Regions from separate parts of the Thunnus thynnus genome. Here region 2 is linked to region 1. The links are chromatin contacts, called in public Hi-C maps. All regions are on one chromosome and are shown on one strand. Each heading gives the region's core, a stretch centred on a gene start, on an enhancer-like site or on the middle of the called end of the contact. The rest is flanking DNA. Distances are from core to core; before and after follow the strand shown.

Region 1 (7,639 bases), core at 2,847-5,346:
CTGCTGGAGGTTGATCCTGAACCCACTGAGGGAAATCAGAACCAGCGAAGATCATCAACAAATGGAGTTAAAAGTAAACTGTAACCCCAAAGCCAAGGACTTATCCTACATGTATGATACTGAATAGCTTAAAGCCTTAATTCTTCTCTGGTAATGAAGTAAAATATCCTGAACATGCATTCATTGGTTGTTCTCTTAAGGATAAAAGCAGTGCTGTGCATTGGATCAGGAATCAAAAAGGCAGATAATTAGATTTAGAATCTGCAAGCCTTTTACAGATTTGAAATGTACCTGCCTTCAGCTGTCTTGTGTAGCTTTAAACTGATTAAGACAGAGAGAAAATGTGACATACATCGATAAAACTGATGGAGTTGTAGAGGTTAGGGCCCAACTTTGCAGCAGGATGCAAAAGGATTGAATGTGTCTTTATGTTGCAGATCCAGAAGCGGTGTCTCCTGCCACTCTGACAGACCTCCCTGCTGCGCTCCAACACACTCGTACACTCTGTGGGCTGAAACATAGCACTGTTAAAGAGGGTCCGACACTCGCAGTTGCATTGCACAGGAACATGCAGACATTTTAGCAGCCAGGAGCTCAAGCGGTAAAAGAGGACTGTCACCTTTTATTTTTGGTGGCATGAACCCACCTCAGACCTCAATGTTTTGCACTTTTCTTACTGCACGTAGATACCTTTAGATTCATGATGATGAAGTGCACTTGATCTGCATGTTGGTATCTACTGCTCTCTTGTGGTAGGTGAGTGGCCCTTCATTGTACTTTTGTGAGTCTGTCAGGCAGATCTCTTCTCAGGCTAAAGCATTTCATTGTGGGCTAAAACACAGACTAGCCTGGGAGGTCATACTAAGTTAATAAATATCCAAGTGCAATTTTCCTATTGTATTTTCTCATAGATATATACATGTTGATAACACATCCAGGCTGTGACTTTGCCATATTGCAGCCGGGTTCTAGCTGCTCTCTGCAGCAGAGAGCTGCGTTTGGATGTTCTAAAGAAAGAAATGCCAAAATCGAGGTTCAAGGAATAATTTTATGGGCGAGTAGTTATTGCACAAGACTCTACTGTCAACAACATATTGAATTCATTATACAGTTATCACTGTAAGCATTGTCAAGTAGCTATTAATCTTTGTTCTGTTCTGTTCTGTTGTGAATTTATGAGTGATGGCAATTTGCAGCTTCCATTTTTTATCATTCTTTATTATTTCATTTGTTGACAGAAACCTTGGATTCAGCCACATGAACACATACTGTAGGAGCCAAACCAGCAACCCTCAAAGAATAAACGTTGCTTTTATTGTTGACTTGACTTATTAGGGCTTCATTTATATTGATCGTGTCTCTTATATGCAAACATGCAGCCAACAAGTCATTTTCCTGCTGTTTACACTGGAACTGCTTTCACAAAATTATGATATAACTTACTTAATTTATGTGAATAGTGAGGGAAATGTCAGTCGGTGAAAATATGAATATCATTCAAACAGAATTGTGAAGCATGTTGACATCCACTGACATTTTTAATAGTTTTAGCTATTCAAAAGTTACTTTATAAGTTATTGAGTCCTTATCCTGTAGTTTTTTTTTAAACATCATAGAAGCCAATTACTGCACAATATAAAAACAGAATATACTTCTAAATTAATTACAAAACATAGGCTCCACTTTAATTTATTATAGCAATATTTGCCTGCTGTTACTTTGCATTAAACAGTATTTTGGTATAAAAACCGTCATTTTTGATCAACAAAGTATTCTGTATTACACATAAATGACTACACATACACTGCAGGAAAAATGACTGATTGACTGATTGATTGATTGATGGATTGATTGATTGATTGATTGACAACTCAGTGAGTTATGATAGATGTAAGAGCGGATAGACCTCTCACTACAAAATACTTGTGGTGACTATGTTGACGCATCAATACAATGACTGACAGCCCCCCGTATGGTATCTGTGTATCTGTGTATATATACATCTATGGTATTTGTTTGTCTCTACACACATTTACTTACCCACAGCTTGCAGCAGCTCACTGATGTGATCCCCTGACAGGGCTGATGTCTCTATGAAGGATAATCCCCTGTCATTGGCTAGATTTTGTCCTTCCTGTGTGATGACAGACAGGAATCAGAACTGCATATATTTATACATATACATATTATTGGGATTGAGGAAGTTTATTCTCTGTGTCTGTTACCTGCACTGAGACTTGCCGATCCTGAGCCAGATCTCCCTTGTTGCCTACCAGCCATATGACAGTAGATCCTGCGGTGTACTGTTTCTCCAGCTCTTTGAGCCACACTTGAGCTCTGATGAATGTTTCCTATGGTGACATTAAGACACAAATATGGCTCATAAACCAGTCAGGAAAAGACAAGATAAGTCTTGATACAAGTCAGTTGTCTGTTTCTTTTACCCTTTTGCTGATATCATAGACCAAGAGTGCAGCTTGGGCTCCTCTGTAGTAAAGTGGGGTGACACTGTGGTATTTTTCCTGCCCTGCTGTGTCCCAAATCTCAAAGCGAAGAGTGACCTCATTCAGATGCACCACCTTGGTCAGGTACGCACCTGGGGAGGGAGCAGACAGCACAGTTCACCAGACGGGGTTCATTCATTCACAGCTGAAACTTCAGATTATTTTAACTGGATCATATTTACAGTTAGCAGGCAATCAGAACATGTGTATGAAATCACACGTTAGATGTAATAGTGCTGTTATCAGTTAGTAGATCAAACAATGATGAATGATGAACATTAAAGGAATAGTTTGACATTTTGGGAAATATGTTTATTCACTTTCTTGTCCAGAGTTAGATGAGAAGGATCACCAAAGTGGCCTTCCATCACCGAAGAAGTATTTCAAAAATGTGTGTGTTCTCTATGTCAGTCAGACTGGGAAACACCTCACTTCTGTCTTCCTGTTAAATCTAACACCTTCAGTTCATTTGAAGTGCAGCTGACTAATACCAAAAAGTTTAATCAAGTCACCCCAATTATCAAACAACTCTACTGGCTACATGTTCAAAGTGATAGAGGAAGTATTTAGATCAGTCAGACCAATACGGCAATGTAAAAATACTTAATTAAAAGTAAAAGTCCTGCATGAAAAAAATGCTCAAATAAAAGTTAATAAGCATTAGCAGCAAAATGTACTTTGTACTATTATTCGGTGTGTGTGTGTGTGTGTGTGTGTGTGTGTGTGTGTGTGTGTGTGTGTGTGTGTGTGTCACTAGCCTGGCTCTGCCAAAGGTCACAACCAGCAACTCTAAAGCTGACTTATCAACATATTATATCTCAATTGTTTAATCCATACAAAGCCAAAGTGTTGTGGTTTTACAGGCGCAAGTCACTATACCCAGCCAGGAAATAACCCCCTGCAAACCCACAGCTTTTCCACTTTTTCGTATGAACTAAACAAGGAACATAATGCTGCTTCCTGTGTTTAACTAAGCTCAACTAATTGTCTCCTGTAGCTTCATGTGCAACACACAAACATGAGGGTGCTATCAATCTTCTCATCTAATTCCTGGCAAAAAAAGCAACTAAGTGCATTTCCCAAAGTTTTGAATTATTACTTCAAGATAAATCTTGTTTTCATTGTTAGTAAATGTTATTCCAGTGTCATGAACTCACAGCCCACAGTCGGTGATGTATTTCTGAACTCATCCTTGCCAAATCGCAGGGCCAAACTTGATTTTCCCACCCCTGAGCTTCCCAGAAGTACCATCTTAACCCTGAGGGTCCGGAATTGTCTTCTCAAAGTGTCACTGTTTAGCTGAGCTCCTCCTGGCGCCCGAAGAGTTTCCCCCATTAAAAGATTCAGTTAAATCCAAACCAGTGAAAGAAAACAGGCAGGCAAGACACAAAAAGTCTAAGAAAGTCCTCACGTCCTGATGCAGGAATCAGTATTGTCCCTGGTAAGAAGCAACAGCTACTCCAAAGTGTTCAGAGGAGATAATGTGTGTCCTTTGTTGAGAGTCTCTGGCTTCACGGTGATTTACAGAAAATAAAAGTAAAAGCAAAGTCCAGTCCTAACTTGTAAAAGGCCAGCATGATTTCACTTCCTTGTGCACACTCACTACTGAGCCATAAAACTTTCCAGCACATTCATTCTCAATCTTTGTGCTGATCAGAACTCATACAGAATGACCACAAGTTTAAATCAGTGGTCATGTTTCCTGATAATGACACTGGGGAAGATTTGTAAGAAACCAAAGAGGAAGATGAGAACTTCTCTGGTTTGGTGTAGTTTCCCCTCTACTCAGCCACATGTCAGATTCAAACAAAGACTCAATTCAGTTTCCTTCTAATACATGAATGTATTCATACATAACATAAAGAAAACAAGTCATTTATGGAAGAGTAACTAGTATATATCATTAGAAATGTACTGTGTCCACTTTGTGTACATATATCCTACAGTAAACTATACTGAGGGATTTTACGTCTGGACTGTTTTCTTCCTGTGTATCATATGACATTACACTGTATCATCACCAGAGGGCAGCATGTGCTTTAATAATAAACTGACAGCCTCACAGTTTAAGAGCATGTGTGTCTGTATTAAATAGATCCTTCGATATTCTTTTGTGATGTTCAAAGAAAAATCAACCAAAAAAAACCAAAACTACAACCGACTCAATAAGAATCACAAATACAAAATGTAATTATTGATTGAATAATACTAACTATATTACTGTATACTCAAAATCATAATTTAACCCTGACTGATGTGTGTCTTGGCATATGCAATCAATAACTTATCGATACCACATTAAAATTAATTTAATGTGTTGGTAGATAATAATATTCTTTCAAAGCATCGTAACATATTGTCTCACAGTTTTAAAATATTAATAAAACAAAAGAACACCAATGCACCATTAGCATTTCACTCCTCACAAATTTGTGCATATTATTTAATGTAATGACAGACATGTAATTCGGCCTTAACTAAATAAAACGTAAAGTGTGTTCTAATAATAGAATCAAAAGTTATTTATATGGTGCCTCTCTGGAAAGATTGCAATTCGAAGTAGTTCACATAGCAATGATTAAAGGATCATTACAAAATACACCATCATAAAACAGTGTATGTTAGGGAATCCCATATTCCCTGATACAATAATTCCACATTAATTTAGATGGAAACTCTAAAAATAACACAATACAAAAACTGTTCAATGAGGTTACACATCAACATGCTGGTATCTACATTGTGATGAGTTCATAGGCAGTAAAAAGCCATTCAAAGTTTGAACACTTGTCTATCTCTTTAAGAAACATAGGGCTGTTTTTAGAGCTCCGTGGTCATCATTAAAAATAGCAGAGGGGAGTGAGAGAGTGCGATAGCCCATGCGGGAGCTGTGGTTTCTGTCTGAAACTGAACCCCTGAACATGTATGGAGTCCCTGTCCAGAGGTTGATGCTGCATTCAAGTGCTGCGTGTAAACGCCTGAGACTTAGTGCCTTAGCTAGAGTCTGAAATATTGTGGTGGGAAAACTTTCTGAGGGTGTGATTTAGAAGTTAAGAGAAGCAGATAACACTCATTCATTTACTCCTCTTTCCTTGCAGTATAAAACAAAATATGTGCAACTGTCATGTAGCTACAGGCAGTGGTGGAGGAAGTATTCAGATCCTTTACTTAAGTAAAAGTACCAATAAGCAATGTAAAAATACTCCAAAAATCTGCATGAATAATACTACATAAGTAAAAATACATTACATACGAATACAAGTAAGTGCAAGTATTATGAGCTTGATGTAGTTAAAGTATTGCAGTAAAAGTAGTGGTTTGGTCCCTCTGACTGATATATTATTATATATGACATCATTAGATTATTAATAGTGAAGCATCAGTGTTAGAGCAGCATGTTACTGTTGTAGCTGCTGGAGGTGGAGCTAGTTTACACTACTTTATATACAGTTAGCTAGTTTAGTCCACTGGTTCCCAACCTAGGGGTTGAGATCATTAATGGGAGAAGAGGGAAGAAAAAACAAAGTTCTGATACACAAATCTGTTTTCAGTTTTTGGACTTTTTCTCTAATCTTTGATTTTTGCTGAAATATTGGATCATTTGAACATTTATTGAAATGAAAGCATGTGAGAAGTTTAGAGGGAAAAATCACTATTTGGTGGAGCTGTTAACAACTCATAGACATGTGAAATGTGACCCCGACTACACACTGCTTTTTGTAAGACGTCAAGAGACAAAAAGTTTGGAAACCACTGGTTTCATCTTTAACAATGTGTTGTATTTTAAAAGCTTGTTATATTATCCATTGTGTCAAATCTTCATCTGAAAAGTAACTAAAGCTGTCAAATAAATGTAGTGGAGTAGAAAGTACAATATTTCCCTCTGAAATGTAGTGAAGTAGAAGTATAAAGTAACATCAAATGGAAATACTCAAGTAAAGTACAAGTACCTAAAGATTCTACTTCAGTACAGTACTTGACTAAATGTACTTAGTTACTTTCCACCACTGGCTACAGGCTAAAGGACATTTTAAGACTACAAAGAACAGCAGATGGTAGCATGTGGTGTTGTAAAATTTAGACTTGTAAATAGATCTATTTTAGTTATTACTTGACTCATTTCCTGTAGAAACCACACTAAAAAAGTTCCCACAGCCACTGACTTTTGTGATTAAAATAAATGTAACTGTCAAAAGCTATAAAAAAAAAAATATGCAAGATAAAGTCAGGATGTAGTAAATAAAGTGTAGTTGGCATTTAATACAACACACACAATACAGCAAAAACAACTTTTACCTTTCAACGTAAAGATTTCCTCCCACTAACATTACTTTTATTAAGGTACCATATGATTTTTTTTTGCTTTTATATTGTCAATAGCCTATAACAGGGGTCAGCAATTAGGTTCAACCATGGGCCAGATTTTTTCAGCACTGTTTATTTGGGGGCAGATTACAAGCTCATATTTACTGGGATTTAGGCTACATGTGCCTTGTGTTTACATTGTTACCTTCCATGGATTTATGAAGAGTCATGTAAGAGATTTGATGCAATTTATAAAAGGGAAAACTTCAGCTTCGTTTAGGGGACAAATGTTTTTTTATTTGCCTACCACTGGCCTATAACCTGTGATACTATTGTAAGGAGTGTGCAACATACAGGGGGTCTCAGGGGTCTGGGACTCCTTAACTGACAGCTTGGACCCCCTGAAAATCTCAAAATGAAATTTTAAGGGGTATGTTCTCAAGAATGGGCCTCATCATTTCCAATTTATCTACACAGTAAGGTTTATTTCTATATAACCATCGAAATCTTTGATTGTTTTCATAATAACACAATAAATAATATATATTGCAGTTGAAGCATTTACAGCATGTGAATGCTACTGAATGCATATTTACATGTCCCATAAAAAATGTGACATGTGAACATGTACTAATTCATACTATATACAAATTAAAAGTCCTTTATTTAGAATCAGAATCAGAAACAGGTTTATTGCTATGTAGTAATAGTATTTGTCTTAGTGTTGTGGTGCATAATAGTCAAAAATATACACAAAATTAAGTAATCCTCAATAATATAAAAAAGAAAGAATTTACAATACGAAAATATGTTAAATATATTCTAACTGA
Region 2 (7,639 bases), core at 2,173-4,672, 240 kb before region 1:
AATATGCGTGTTAACAACAGTAGGTAGCTGAAGTCTTATCAGGTTTATCACAGCTCACCCAGTCTTGTATTGCTGACTGTACCTGCAGTTTAATTCTGTGTTTTGCCTAACTTGTGTTAATTTGTGTCCAACAGGAATAATGCCAGGTATCTATGGAAGCGGATTCCTCAAGCAATAAAAACGGTAAATGAGTTCAACTTCACCTCCATCTGGGTATGATAGATGTAATAGTCCTGCTCATGCTGCCTTCAAGTTATGTGGAAGTTATCATATTTGCAAGTTTGAGATTTGTAAGTACTGTTCACATCAACATTCAGATGGTAAGTCTGGAGTCTGAAAAGCAAAGAAATGTGGATGTTTGACTCTAACTTCATTTGGTCGTTTGAGATCAGCAACACAACATTGAAATATCATCACCTTTTTAAGGTTTTATGTGACTGTTTAATCCATAAATAAATCAGTCATTCATGGTGATATGGCAAGCTTGTAAGTAAACAATTGCTTATTTCCACATCCAGCAGTTATGGAGCAACGTTATCATTCCCTCGGAGTTGTGTTTCTTGCCACCTGGCAAATGTAAATCCAGTATTAACTCTCTTTTAGCTCTGTTTTTGGTCTTTGCCAACTCCTGAGGGAAATATCTTTAGCTTCTAAATGCTCCTCTGTGATCACAGGCTAGCTGCTAATTGTGTCTGTTTGCCATATGGTGCTGAGCAGGCAGCGTACAGTGGGATTTATTTTAGAGCTTTTTTTTTCCTTTCTCTTCTTTTTTTTGATGTAAAAGAGTGGTGAGAGTGAAATAAAACAGTATAGGCCCAGTTTGTGCCTCTCATGCATTAGAATACATTATGGTCACAGAGGTAACATTCAGTTTCTCTAAAAGACAATTAACTTGCAATGTTTGAAAAACCCAGACGCTCATTTAAAGAAACATTGTTTTGGAGGTATTTCCAGAATCCCTGAAGACTTTTCTAACCATCTAAATTAAAAAACAAAACAAAACATTCCATACACTGGATGATAAAAAATATTTTTCACCTGTTTCCTAAGTTGCAACTGTTTCTTATCCGTGTAGCCAGCAGGCCGTCTTGTTTTGATTCAGAAACGGAGGAAGCATCCCCACAACTGTCATCACATTTTGATTCAAATATTTCTAATGTGAGACATCACCAACTGAGCCAAGGATGAAAACACAAATACAGAAATGTGTGGGAGAAAAACTTTTGTATTAATGTAGGAGCCCATTAATAAGTAGGAAGCTGATTGAGAAAATACGTTTTCAGGCTTTCTGCCCTGCGCATCACTGCTCTTCATCACATTCCTAGCTGAAGGTTGAGAAATAATGATCCTCACATTGCTTAAATAGTATGAGATTTGGAATTTAAAATGGTATTTGACAATGGATGTGAGTAAAAATAGTATTTGGGTGTGATTGCTGTTAAAGTACAGTATGAGGGCCACTGCCTTGTCAAGTGAAGCATATGGAAAGATTTTAAAATGCTTTTCCTCTTGTTGTATGCAGGCAAACCCCGAATTAACAGCTGTTTGGGCTGTTGGCCAGCGCATTTGGCAGCGAGACTTTCCAGGGATCTACACAGCCATCGCAGCACACCAGTGGACAGAGAATATCCTTCCGGTCATGGAGGCCCTTCGAGGTAACAACAAAAATCACATCCTACCTGATCTTTCTCTCTTATTACTCTACATGCCATATAGTCTTTTTAGGTAGCACTTCCAAAAAAATGGTTTTATGCCCTGCCCTGGGAAAAATTGAAAATTGTAGAGAAATTCCCTGTAGGGACATTTAAATATTATATACAGTACCAATCAAAAGTCTCATTCTCTTGAATGAGAGTGTGTCCAAACTTTTAACTGGTACTGTACTTCATTACCATGACTTAAAAGTTATGTTAGCTGTATTTTGAATTAATTTAATTTGTAGTTTTATCAGTAAAAGCTTGGGTGACTTTACTTTACATTTCACCTGCATGATATAGAATCAGCAGGGGGCACCAGTTGAACGCAGCTTAAGCTATGATGCAACCCAGCCGAGGGGAAATAAAATATGTTGTAAAATACAGTGAGTGAATTTAACTGTCTATAACATCATGTCCAGCAATGTGACATATTAGTATATATGACATATTAGTATATTAGTATCAAGAAGGCTAGTTCAGGTAGTTACAACCCAATAGTCTGAATAAGATCATCACTTTACACGTATTTACACTATTGTAATCTAACTGAATATCTAAATATTTCAGTTGTCTCTTGATTTCACACATCTATTTTATTTCTTACATCTAAAGAATAATTTTGAGAAAAATCCTTATGAAATTATTGCTATCATGCTCACAATTGTTGGGGCATGTGTGTCATGTGTCGGTTCCCTTGTGCAAGAGTTTAAGAATAGCCTATCAGTCATGTTCACGTTACATCATGTTGATCTGACATGGATGCTTACGTACAGTATGTCATGAGACACTTTGACGCGGATGATAATTGTTTGTTAGATGTGGTGAATGTGAGTAGATAAGATGTACATATACTCAATTTATTGTTTCAAAGTTAATAAAGTAGCACATTCATCCGTAAAGAATAATTTATATGATAATGTTCTTATCATCATGTCAATTGGTGTTTACTGTTTATACCCTTTCTGACCAAGTTAAGACCATGATTCCATCATTGGTTGCCATAAGTATTACTTCATAGAATTTGAAAGATACCATCAAATTTTACAAATTAATAAAGCCCCAAGTGATCCTAGTGCCAGGATTTTTTATTTTAAATGACCGACTGTCAAACAGTCAGAAACCCCAAAGATATGACATTTATAAAGGAGCAAAGAAAAGTGAATCCTCACATTTGAAAATCATTTATTAGCAAATAGGTTGTATTTTTACTTGAAAAAGACTTTAATTTAATGTAGTAGTTGACTCCGTGAAGATGTAATTAATTATCGAAATTGTCTGTCAATTTAATATCATTGGTCAATTGAAATTTAGGTGGTTATGTTAAGAGTGTATGAAAAACAGTTGTGTTACTGTGGTAAATAAAACAGGTTATATGAACAGTAAACATGGAAAATGACAGCTAATCTCAACAAGTGATAAAATGGTCAAAACAACAAAGTCACAGGATGTTGACACTGACTTGTTTACCAATTGGACTGAGCTCCTTCTCTCAGGTAGGGCTCCTCAGTCACATGGACCCTGTTTGTATCTCTCCTCATTCTGACTTCTGTCACTTTTAGAGGGGACACAGTGCCTACTAGGACATGTGACATATGCAGCACTGGGGAGGTGGGGGCCAATTCTCTGAAAAGATCCCAGGCCAGAAAGCAGGCAGGAATGTGTGCTCTGGTTGGTCAAAAGGATCGGGTGTCACCAGCTGTGAGGGGCTGGTATAAAGGACAGAGCTGCTAGCTCTCAGCCAGAATAGATATCGGCATTTCACAAGCAACAGCATACACTAAAGAGTCAGGGTCTGTCCTTTATTGTGATAACTTGTTGAAACTGACGGAGAGAGTAAACCTTGTACCTCTCTCTTCGTGGAAATTAGGAAACGTTCTGGTCTAGCTGCAGGTAGAGACTTTTTCCATTATGGATTTGCAGAGGACAGGATCTGTGGTTCGACCCCCCAGCCCCATGGATAGCCTTGAGAAGCAGCTGAGCTGCCCCATCTGCCTGGACATGTTCACCAAACCTGTGGTCATCCTACCCTGCCAACACAACTTGTGCCGTAGTTGTGCAAGTGACCTCTATGACTCACGCAACCCATACCGTTTTTCTGGTGGTGTCTTTCGCTGCCCTACATGCCGGTTTGAGGTCGTGCTTGACCGCCATGGTGTACACGGGCTCCAGCGCAACCTGTTGGTTGAAAATATCATCGACATCTATAAACAGCAGCAAGAAGGTAGTGGCAGTGGAAGCCCAGACAACTCCCTGAAGCCTAAAGAGTCCAAAGAACCAATGTGCCAAGAACACGAAGACGAGAGAATCAACATCTATTGCACTACCTGTCAGGTACCCACTTGCTCCATGTGTAAAGTGTTTGGGCAGCACAAGGACTGTGAGGTGGCACCTCTAGAAAGTGTTTACCAGGCCCAGAAAGGTGAATTGAGTAATGCTATTGATACCCTGGTGGCCAGCAATGGGCGCCTGCAAGCTCTGCTCAACCAGATGGAAGATGCCTGCCGTGCTGTACAGGAGAATGCTCAGTGTGTTAAACAAGGCCTAGCTGAACGCTTTGACCTATTATATGCTGTCCTGGAAGAGCGCAAAACCATACTACTGGAGCAGGTTGGTAAAGAGCAAGATGAAAAGGTGGCTGCTCTGCGGGCACTGGCTCAACGTTACGGCGAACGACTGCAAGCTAGTTCAGAGCTGACGGATTCGGCTGTGAGGGCATTGGAGCAGAATGGTGCTGCTGAGTTTCTGTTAGCCTCCAAGGGCCTTATTACACAGACCAAAGATGCAGCTAAATGCTCAATGGGGGAAGAGAGGCCAGAGCCAGGCTTTGAGAAGATGGACCACTTCACTTTGTCAACAGAGCATGTTGAAGCAGTCCTTGCAAAAATGGACTTTGGATTGGGTGATGATGATGAATTTGAGGATGCAGAGGAGGAGGAGGAGGAGGAGGAGGAAGAGGAAGAAGAGGAGGAAGAATAATGAAAATTGAAGTGGTTAGGTTCAAGTAGAAACTACTGTAATATGTGCTTTTGAATGTTTTTTTTAACAAGAACAAGAATGGCAGGGACTCTTTGCAATTTGATGTTAAAGAAATATAAGGTTACGGAGGATGTGGGCTAGAATGGCTTGCCCTTACTTTCTGTGCAATATTTAATATCAATGTCGAATTCATACCTTTCCTGAACGTTTTATACTTTTGTACTTTTGAGCCAGTTAAATGCTGGTGTTAAGTGGAAAAATAGGTCTGTAAAATAAATGTAAATAAAATGTCTGCACACGTAATTTTATTCATATGTAGCTTATGGAAATAGTTCTTTTGCATTTTCTCACTTTGTCGAAGTTGATCTACATGTAATCACCAATTTGGTCTTCAGTGGAACCTGAAATAAAGCTGCATGAAATTAATTCATTACTTGTTTTATTTCTAATTCTAATCTTAAAGCAAAGTTTCTAATAAGATCAAATTCAAGAAGCATATAGAGGAAGAAAACTGCAAAACCCAGTTTAATATATACAGTATAGATCTTCCTTTGAGTGCACCCATCAAAATGTCTCCCCAGCCTGTTGTTGCTCTTACTTGGCAATAGACTGTATTCAAAAATAAAAGCCCTTGCCATGTCCTGTCTGCTTTGCCTTTGCTGGTGAAAAGTGGGGTCTATTTTTAAGAGGTGAGAGGGTGAGAAATGATAGCAGCCCTGGAATAGACTGTCAGAGAGGACAGGCCAGGTCCTGTTTCTCCTCCATAAAACTCCCATCCTCCCACATTAGACGTCTTGCTCAGCAGCTCCAACCCAACCCCGGAGTGTCAGAAAGACATACTAAGAAAGGCTGGTCCAGTTGCCACACCAGTCATCTCCCAAGGGTCAAGAGGCAATGGTAAAAATACATGTCTGCCTGTGGACGGACAGGGTTACAAAAATCCCCTTGAGATGACCTGTTTGGCTTCATGGGGAGCATTTCTTTTCTAATATGCGGCCAGTCATGTGCAAGAAACTTGTTCCAACACAAGAAGCTGTTTTATGAAGTATGATTCATGCTGACTAGAGAGGGGGAAAAACACCTCAATTGTTTTTCCTCATTCATCAATGGTGAGACATGACAATGACAAAACAATGTTAACTGGATCCAAATGTATGAAAATAATCAGTTTTAATCATCTTAGTGTCCATTTTAAAGGGTTCAGAAGATACAGCCAAAACTTTCATTAAGACTCCTACTGAATAAATATTAATACCTTCAAACTCAACTGATGCATAAACTTTGCCATGACATAGTTTTTTAAGGTCATATTTTTTAATTCTTCCACCTCATTTTAGACAAGTACAATAACAGGGAGAACAGGAAGCCTGTTGGACTGCAGAATGGGAAAGCACTCTGACAAATCTCCTGCCTTCACCTCACAGCTGTCTCTTCTCATCCTGCTTGTTATTGTTACCGCTGCTAGCTGCTGCAGTAGACTAGGGGCTGACTGTTGGTACACATAAACCGTTGCTAGGCTATAAAACACGAAAGGCCACAACCCTGAGTCATTTACGTGATAGCTTTGCAGGAGCAGCAGCAGCAAGTGCATGCCGATGTATGTCGTTCCATGCTGTTGCGAGACCCTGTCACTCTTACCCTTATCTTCACAAACAACAGCACCATGTCAGGCTGTGGGAAGGATAAATTGGGCAGCTTTGACAGTTGGGAAGCCAGTGCCTTTTGATATAGACTCCTGTGGTCTGAAGTGTAAGCAGTGTACTGCATATAATGTCCATGATTCTTCTTTATCTTGCTTCATTTAACAAGATCAATCATTTAGCATTCTTGATTATGGAAAACTTTCTTTTAGCTCACATGTTTATCACACATGTTGATCACGATCAAATCAGAGCGCCATTTAATATAAAACAGACCCAGATGGTAACAACAATAAAAGGCAGAAAACTCAGTCTTTGTTCAGACATACTTAATTTTTATTTTAGATCCCAGACAAACTTTTGTTAGAGTGAGTCAGTAGTTAGTTGGGACCATGTGCTTGGGTGGAGTGAGAGGAAGCAACTTTATGAATTCAGGCACACAGATTTACCACAACTAGGACCACAACTTATTATTATTTTCATTATCAATTAATCTGTTGATTATATTCTCAATTAGTCGTTTGGTCTATAAAATGTCTTTGTTTCTCAAAGCCCCAAAGTTAAATCCCAAATGTCTTCTTTGGTCCTGACTAACAGTCTACAATCCAAAGATATTCAGTTTATTGTCATGGAAGACTTAAAAAACCAGAAAATATTCACATTTCAGAAGCTGGAATCAGAGAATTTGGATACTTTTTTCCATATAAAATGACTCCAAATGATTAATCATCAAAATAGTTGGCGATTAAATTTATGTCAACCAATTAATCAACCAATCGTTGCAGCTCCAACCATAACCAACCCCAAGACAGGAAATTTGAAACTAGGCAGGCTAAAAAGCGAGATAAAACAAATGTTCCATGCAGACTTGTAGCATTCACTCAACATTTTACCAAAACATATTCACCTGTGACTGCTTTTTTTAAAACAGCCCCTGGCTTCAAAAACCCTGTCTGTCACTGTTGATTAATTGTTATCCACAGTCTACAACCTCCAGCGCTGTTGCTAATGAGCAGCTTTGTTTACTGTCTGTCTTTATGTGTTTTTTTCTGCATTGACAGAAAGTTGGTGTTGCCCATGTACTCTATGCACTTTAAATAGATGCAGGGTGCTGGAATACAGCTTTAGCACTCATGTACTCTGTATGTACTATCTGATATTGATATCCTATCTATGGTTCATGGTTGTTTCACAGAGAGCACAAGACAAAGGGCGTACGCGCTAGTGGCCCAGGCATATACCTCCATCGCAGCAGAAGATTTTGCCGCCTTTGTGGGCTACTCTGTGGAAGAAGCAGTAAAGGGTAAGCTTGAATTTACACAACCT

Evidence for each region. A called contact is a pair of places that touch in the nucleus more often than the background predicts.
Region 2: a contact with region 1 is called in a Hi-C map of muscle, with 5 times the contacts expected there. The contact joins the promoter of trim63b here to the promoter of LOC137192309 in region 1. A contact is called at or near these places in 2 of 3 Hi-C or Micro-C datasets (heart and muscle).

What each region holds. Positions count from the first base shown.
Region 1 is chr11:4,177,255-4,184,893 of fThuThy2.1, reverse strand. LOC137192309 (ras-related protein Rab-17-like) reads right to left here and starts at 4,096. Exons shown (of 5, transcript XM_067602896.1): 1 at 3,662-4,096; 2 at 2,445-2,596; 3 at 2,226-2,351; 4 at 2,041-2,134; 5 at 1-511. The coding sequence starts at 3,839. The coding sequence ends at 381.
Region 2 is chr11:4,415,022-4,422,660 of fThuThy2.1, reverse strand. It overlaps trim63b (tripartite motif containing 63b), which reads left to right and starts at 3,422. Exons shown (of 1, transcript XM_067602899.1): 1 at 3,422-5,315. The coding sequence starts at 3,606. The coding sequence ends at 4,673. It overlaps cops8 (COP9 signalosome subunit 8), which reads left to right. Exons shown (of 7, transcript XM_067602900.1): 3 at 135-183; 4 at 1,523-1,655; 5 at 7,509-7,616.